Linked DNA regions of Cricetulus griseus: region 2 is linked to region 1. A link is a contact called in public Hi-C data. All regions are on one chromosome and are shown on one strand. Each heading gives the region's core, a stretch centred on a gene start, on an enhancer-like site or on the middle of the called end of the contact. The rest is flanking DNA. Distances are from core to core; before and after follow the strand shown. Region 1 holds the start of Cwf19l2 (CWF19-like protein 2). Region 2 holds the start of Aasdhppt (L-aminoadipate-semialdehyde dehydrogenase-phosphopantetheinyl transferase).

Region 1 (2,814 bases), core at 84-2,583:
GACATTTTCATTTCTTCTGCAATACAAAGGCTCGTGAGTATTGCTTCTTAACAGCAAAATGAACTTTCACAGCAGTTCTGACTAACAGAGAAGCCAGGTTACTGAAAACCAGCAGACCAGCTGCAGTATATTTCATGGTGTGCTCCTATGGGTGCCTTTGGTATTAGGTGAGCAGGTGCAGCAGCCCTTCCAATCAGCTCTGTATTGGCTGGTTACTCTCAGTGGGTACATCTGTGCAGGTTGCAGCCTTCTAAATGTAATGAATCAAATCAACAATAGCACTTGGTGGGGGGCATAGGGGTGTAACCGTTGAAGTTTGGCATTTTAAATTCTGCTGAGTTGCCAGAGGTAAAAAGAAAGAGAAATGGCTTATCTCAATTTTCCTATTACCATCCTTGTGAACGAATCATATGTAGCACAGATAAGAACTAGTATTTTGATACAGAGACTTATTTAAGCAAGATGCAGTAAACATAAGGTCCCTGCTTTTTTATTTTGGGGGAGGGGGTTAGAGACAGGGTTTCTCTGTGGCTTTGGAGGCTGTCTTGGAACTAGCTCTATAGCCCAGGCTGGCCTTGAACTCACAGAGATCCGCCTGCCTCGGCCTCCCGTGTTGGCATTAAAGGCCTGTGCCACCAACACCCAGCTTTCTTCATGAGAGAGAATCTTACACTCAATGCATCTCACACCCAATGATGAGAACTCTTCCTGCACTCAGGCTTGTGCAACACTCTCAACCTCTACAGGGTGTGTGAATGTGTGTGTGAGTGTTTTGTTTGCCTTTATCTAAGTACACCAAGGAGGTGAAGTGCCTGTGGAAGCCAGAAGAGGGCGGTGGGTCCCCTGGAAATAGAGCTACAGATGGTTGTGAACCTCCACAAGGCTTTTGGATCTGAACTTAGGTCCTTTGCAAGAGCAAACCACTCACCCATCTCTCCAACTCCGTTTCCAATATATTTAAAAACACCCACCAACAAAAAAAAAATAGTGAATCTTAGAGCAATTTTTTTTTTCCCTTTCCCCCCACGTTCTCCTGACTTTCTGATTAGCGTCCCTTTAGCCTGGTGCACCATCACAGGAAATCAGGCAAGAACGCAGATATCTGGATAGTAAGAGTCTTGATAAGACAGGAGCTAGCACAGTGCAAGGTACATCATTGCGCATGCTGATTATTAACTCAGCGAACCCCGCACACCTAAAACGCCCGCCGCGGGGCGGACTTCCAACGTTCCACCAAACCTTTAGCTCTGCCGCCTTTCAATCTGCGCCTGCTCCGTTGGCATAGTAACAGGCCAGGATTTGGTTCCTGCTTTGCGACAGTCGTAAACTGAGGTTTCCGGACGGCTTCCTCGCTTTATGACAGCTACAACTATGGCGGCGTTGGGTGGAAGATTTGAAAGTGCTAGGAGTATCGAAGAGCGAAAAGAACGGACCCGCATTGCCAGGGCCGAAGTGTTACGCCAGGTATCTCCGCTTTGGAGTGTTTTCTTTCCTCCTTTTAAGACCAGGGCTCACACTGAGCGCTTCCTGCACTTCAGGCCAGCACTCTCCCAGAGAATCCGTCTTTCGTTCCTGAAATGCTGTCGTTTTTTCTCTTAGACAGATCTCGGAAAGTTACTTAGAATTGCAGGACTTGACACTTCCGGGAGGTAGTCCACCTACTCCTCTCCTCACGTCGGTATTTCTCCATGTCAGGCTGTCAGCTGTTTTCCCAAAGCAGTGTCTCCTAAATTCTCTGCCCGCTCGCTTTGCTCATTCCCTTTGCAGAGAGATGTGATTGGGTTCCTTAGCTTTTAGTCATCTATTCTTGACATTTCTGCCGCCTGGATCGCTAGGTTTCTTTTTCTTTTTTTTTGCCCAGTTTAAAAAACATTGAGCAATACATCCCCCACTCTCCTTCCCTCTCCCCTCCCCTTCCACTCTCCCTCCTGCCCCTACTCTTCCTATTTACTTAGGAGATCTTGTCTAGTTCCTTTTCCTAGGGTCCTCTAGGTTCTCAGGGGTTGTGGCCTGTAGGCTGGTTGTCCTTTGCTTTAAGTCTAATATCCAATCATGAGTGAGTACATATTTGTCTTTCTGGGTCTGGGTTACCTCACTCAGGATTTTTTTTTTTTTTCTGGTTCCATCCATTTGCCTTCGAATTTCAAGATGTCCTTTCTTTCTTTCTTTCTTTCTTTCTTTCTTTCTTTCTTTCTTTTTTTGGTTTAATCACTGAGTAGTACTCCAATGTCTAAATGTACCACATTTTCCTTGTCCATTCTTCGATTGAGGGGCATCCAGGTTGACTCCAAGTCCTGGCTATTACAAGTAATGCTGCCATGAACATTACTGAGCAAATGTCCTTGTGCTTTGAGTGTGGATTGCTCAGTTTCTATGTACTGTACCACATTTGAAGACACCAGTTGTCTTGCAGACCGAGTCATTTCTTCGGCCTATTGGAAGTGGGAAACATTTGAGTACAGTGGGCATTCCTCCACTGTCTGTCTGTCTTTCACTGGGCATTTAAAATGGTTTATTACGGTTTTTCATGACAGTGAGACACAACACCAGACAGACTGATTGAAACACTGTTTAACATAAGAGACTCAGAATGTGTGTCTCCCCCAAAAGTTTGGTAAACAGAATTCTCATTAATATTGAAATATATGGAATTTATAAAAAATGGAAAAAGTAAATATTGAATTATCTGATAAGTTTTTCCAAACTGTGACTGCACAAAGGGCAAATTTGTAGTTGAAGAACAACAGTGTTTGGTAACAATTTGGTGGGGGGCTTAAGGGGAAGAAGTTTTAATAAGTTTAAATGTATATAAAG
Region 2 (3,209 bases), core at 85-2,584, 1.0 Mb after region 1:
TTACATTATTATGGAATAAGCCTTCTATAATACCAGGTTATGTCTTTGGAGCTGTGTTTCAGTAAGGTCTGTTACCTTCAAATTTCTTGTTGAAATTTAGTTGCCAATACCACAGTATTGTAAAGCATTGGGTGCACCCCCTTCATGAATAAGTTGACTTTTATCGCAGTCCCCAAGTATTTCCCTGAACACAGAACTATGAGCCTAAATAAACTCTTTTCTTCACAAATTAGCTTCAGTACTCTGCAACAGCAAGAAAAAAGAAAAAATACCAAGGCAAATTTATGTGCATACCTACAGAGAAAATGTAGCTGAAGGAGGTTAAAATGGCACAGTTCCTTTATCTGTGGATTTGGGTTAATGTTAAAGGAAATCCATTTTCTTTCAGTTAGATGCAAGGGTCTGTGTTTATAAGTCTCCCGGTTTACAACCACCTATTAGTTAAGATCTGAGACACAACACACTTAACCACTGCGTCATAATAATGAACCATTACCTGGAAAACTAGTCTTCATTATATCAATACCAACTTGCAGCTCAGGTTCTGCAGCAAGAACTGCATAGTCCCCTTGATGTGAGATGTTGAAGTTGAAATTGGGATAGGGATTCAACGAGTCTTTGGCAAGAACCGGCTTTCCTTTTGAAGTTCTTTGCAGACGAATGTTATTCCAAGGGATATTTAATTTCTCTGCAACTAACTTCCTTATCATCAGACGACCAGCCTGTTAAAACACATAAAACATACAGTATGTATATACTGTGGTCCACCATCCGCATAAAGGCATTGCTTACAAAGTGTATTTGGTAATTTATAAGCTTTTCACTTCTGAAGCATATTCATTGCTAAACAAACGATTACTACACAGGCCCTGCCTCCAGTTTCAGGTGAAGGGGCCTCCAGAGGCTACCTCACAGGGAAGGCTTGCTTGGGAGATCCCGAGCCTCAGGGGAAAGGTAGGCGGGAGAGGGTCGCGCACGGTGAAGCCCTGCTGGCCACGGCACGAGCGCGGGGCTGCGCCGCCCTGCCCGCCCCCCAAGCCCACAGGCCGCGAGTACCAGGGCCGCCTTGGCGTCGCGGGCAAACACGAACTGGCCGATGCGTTCCTTCTCCTCGGGCTGGATCGACCGCAGCGCCAGCAGCCATTCGGTTCGACTGGGCAGCCAGGTGCCGCAGGAGAAGGCCCAGCGAACGCCCTCCATGGTCGGCACGATGCACAGCCTCTTGGCCGGGAGCACCATGCGCCTCCCAGGGCCCGCCGCGCCGCAGGCCTGACGGCGGGACGCAGGCGCTGCCATGCCCCCTTCACCCTCGAGTCTGCGCAAGGCAACTGCTCTCCACCCCCTTTCGCGCGTCAGCACCAAGAAGTTGGGCGTCCAGGCGTGCGCAGACCAGGCTCCACCCCATTCTCAGTGTGCGTCGGCCTGGGGGCGTGGCCTCGTGCTGCTCATCCTGAAGAGGGCCGGGCTGCTGGGGGAGCGGGGTGGGAAGGAGGTGGAGAGAGGCTGCTGGGAGCTCCGCGGCTTCGCGTGACGGCTTGTGAGCCAGGCTCCGCAGCCTCGAAGGGCGGGACCAAGGCCTCTCAGCACCGTTCGGCCACTCACGGCGCAGGAAGTGCTGACGGGACAGTCGCACGAGCCAACCGCAGCCGGAGCTCTGCAGGCCAACCTGGGCGGAGACTTCGCGCAGGGGCCTTGCAGGTGGGTGAGCCGCGGGGTCTGCGGGGAAGGGGGCAGTGGAGCCTTCTTCCCGGGCCAGGGGGTCTGCGAGCCTCAGCTTCGCTGCAGCCCAGGGATGCTCCAGAGAGGGAGGCTCCGCAGGAAGGAGCCTGGGAGTTGTGTATTGCGGCGGCTGGAGGTGACCCTCCCCGTACCTCCCACGCCCTTCTACGTTGAGCCGAGCCCCCAAGGGTTCAAGGCACGACTCCCGCGCGCACCTTCAAGGCCCCATGCAGGTTTCAGACTGGTGTGCAAAGGCACACCAGTGCATTTCTGTTTCCTAGGTTGCTGTTGTAGACGGATGTTAGCGGCTTTTCTGTGAACATGCAAAGTCGTGGGCGAGTTAGAGTCCAGGGCAGAGTTGGTCTCTGCGGTTGAATATGGATTCCGCATTATATAGGTGTCATGCTGAATCAGCCTGTCCCCTTCCTAAGGCTGCCTGGAAGGATCTGCAAAGGCCAGCAGTAATCTAATCTCCACAACTACTGCTGGCTTTAGTCTTACCCTTAAGCGTTACAATTAACATTTCTGTGACATGACAGGCCCCCTCGAGTTTTCCTCAGGTGCTTGGGGTTTTTGAGTGTGTGCTTACACACAGACATTGCGATCTTGGTGTAACATCTTGCCTCTTCAAAGCGTGATTGAGGTACTATTTAAGATCTGAAGAACGTTCACAATGTGACAGGGTATCTACAGCACACAGAAAAAGCTACAGTAAACAGTGTGAGGATGAGTAAAGTGAGCAAGTACTAATGCCTATATCAGCAAATATAATTGTTATGCCAAGTTCGTGAGATCACAAAAAGACCACCAAGGAGCCAACTCACTGATGCAAACCCACAAGGTTTAATGTTAATCTACAAGCCTCGGCAAGGACCCTGTCCAGCAAACTGGCACAGCACCTGCAGGAAAAGGGTGTCTGGCCTCAATTGTAAGGGGTTTTTAAAGGAAAAAAATTGCAAGCAGCATGGTACGTGCCTTGACTGTTCAGGATTGGGTAAGAGTAGGTGACCTTTGGATTCATTGATGTAGGCTCTAAGGGAATTTCAAAATTATTACTAATGGTTGCCCACAAGGACAGTTATGACAAGATGTTATTTACCAAAATTAGTCATTGCCTGACAACCCGGATGGGCTCACTTTGACCTGGATGGGCACAGTTTGGGTGCCCCTTGGAACTGTTTATAGTTCCTTGGCTGGAGCTGAATCAGCCTTGTGCCACACAGGGAATGTCTCAACCGTGGCTTCCAATTTACCTTGCTCCTACAATAATAATTAAGGTTTCTGCTTTGCATCTTATGGAATTAAGCATCCTATTACACTGTCTCCTTCCCTGTGTTTTTAATGATAGTGACACCGGCAGCTTGAGTATGGCAAAAGAGGAACATGACTAGGTTCGTGGTGACTGGAGGTTATGGTATCAGAGTATTGTCAAACGTTTTCCTGGATAAGGAGTAGAAAAATACAGTGGTGGCTTGGGGAGAATAATAAGT

Evidence for each region. A called contact is a pair of places that touch in the nucleus more often than the background predicts.
Region 2: a Hi-C map of the CHO-K1 cell line shows a contact between it and region 1, with 6 times the contacts expected there. The contact joins the promoter of Aasdhppt here to the promoter of Cwf19l2 in region 1. A contact is called at or near these places in 3 of 8 Hi-C or Micro-C datasets (the CHK-Q cell line, the CHO-K1 cell line and fibroblasts).

Annotation. Positions count from the first base shown.
Region 1 is chr4:118,076,491-118,079,304 of CriGri-PICRH-1.0, forward strand. It overlaps Cwf19l2 (CWF19-like protein 2), which reads left to right and starts at 1,334. Exons shown (of 18, transcript XM_027415213.1): 1 at 1,334-1,464. The coding sequence starts at 1,357.
Region 2 is chr4:119,119,765-119,122,973 of CriGri-PICRH-1.0, forward strand. Aasdhppt (L-aminoadipate-semialdehyde dehydrogenase-phosphopantetheinyl transferase) reads right to left here and starts at 1,335. Exons shown (of 6, transcript XM_027415211.1): 1 at 1,057-1,335; 2 at 497-722. The coding sequence starts at 1,296. It overlaps Kbtbd3 (kelch repeat and BTB domain-containing protein 3), which reads left to right and starts at 1,470. Exons shown (of 4, transcript XM_035443425.1): 1 at 1,470-1,698.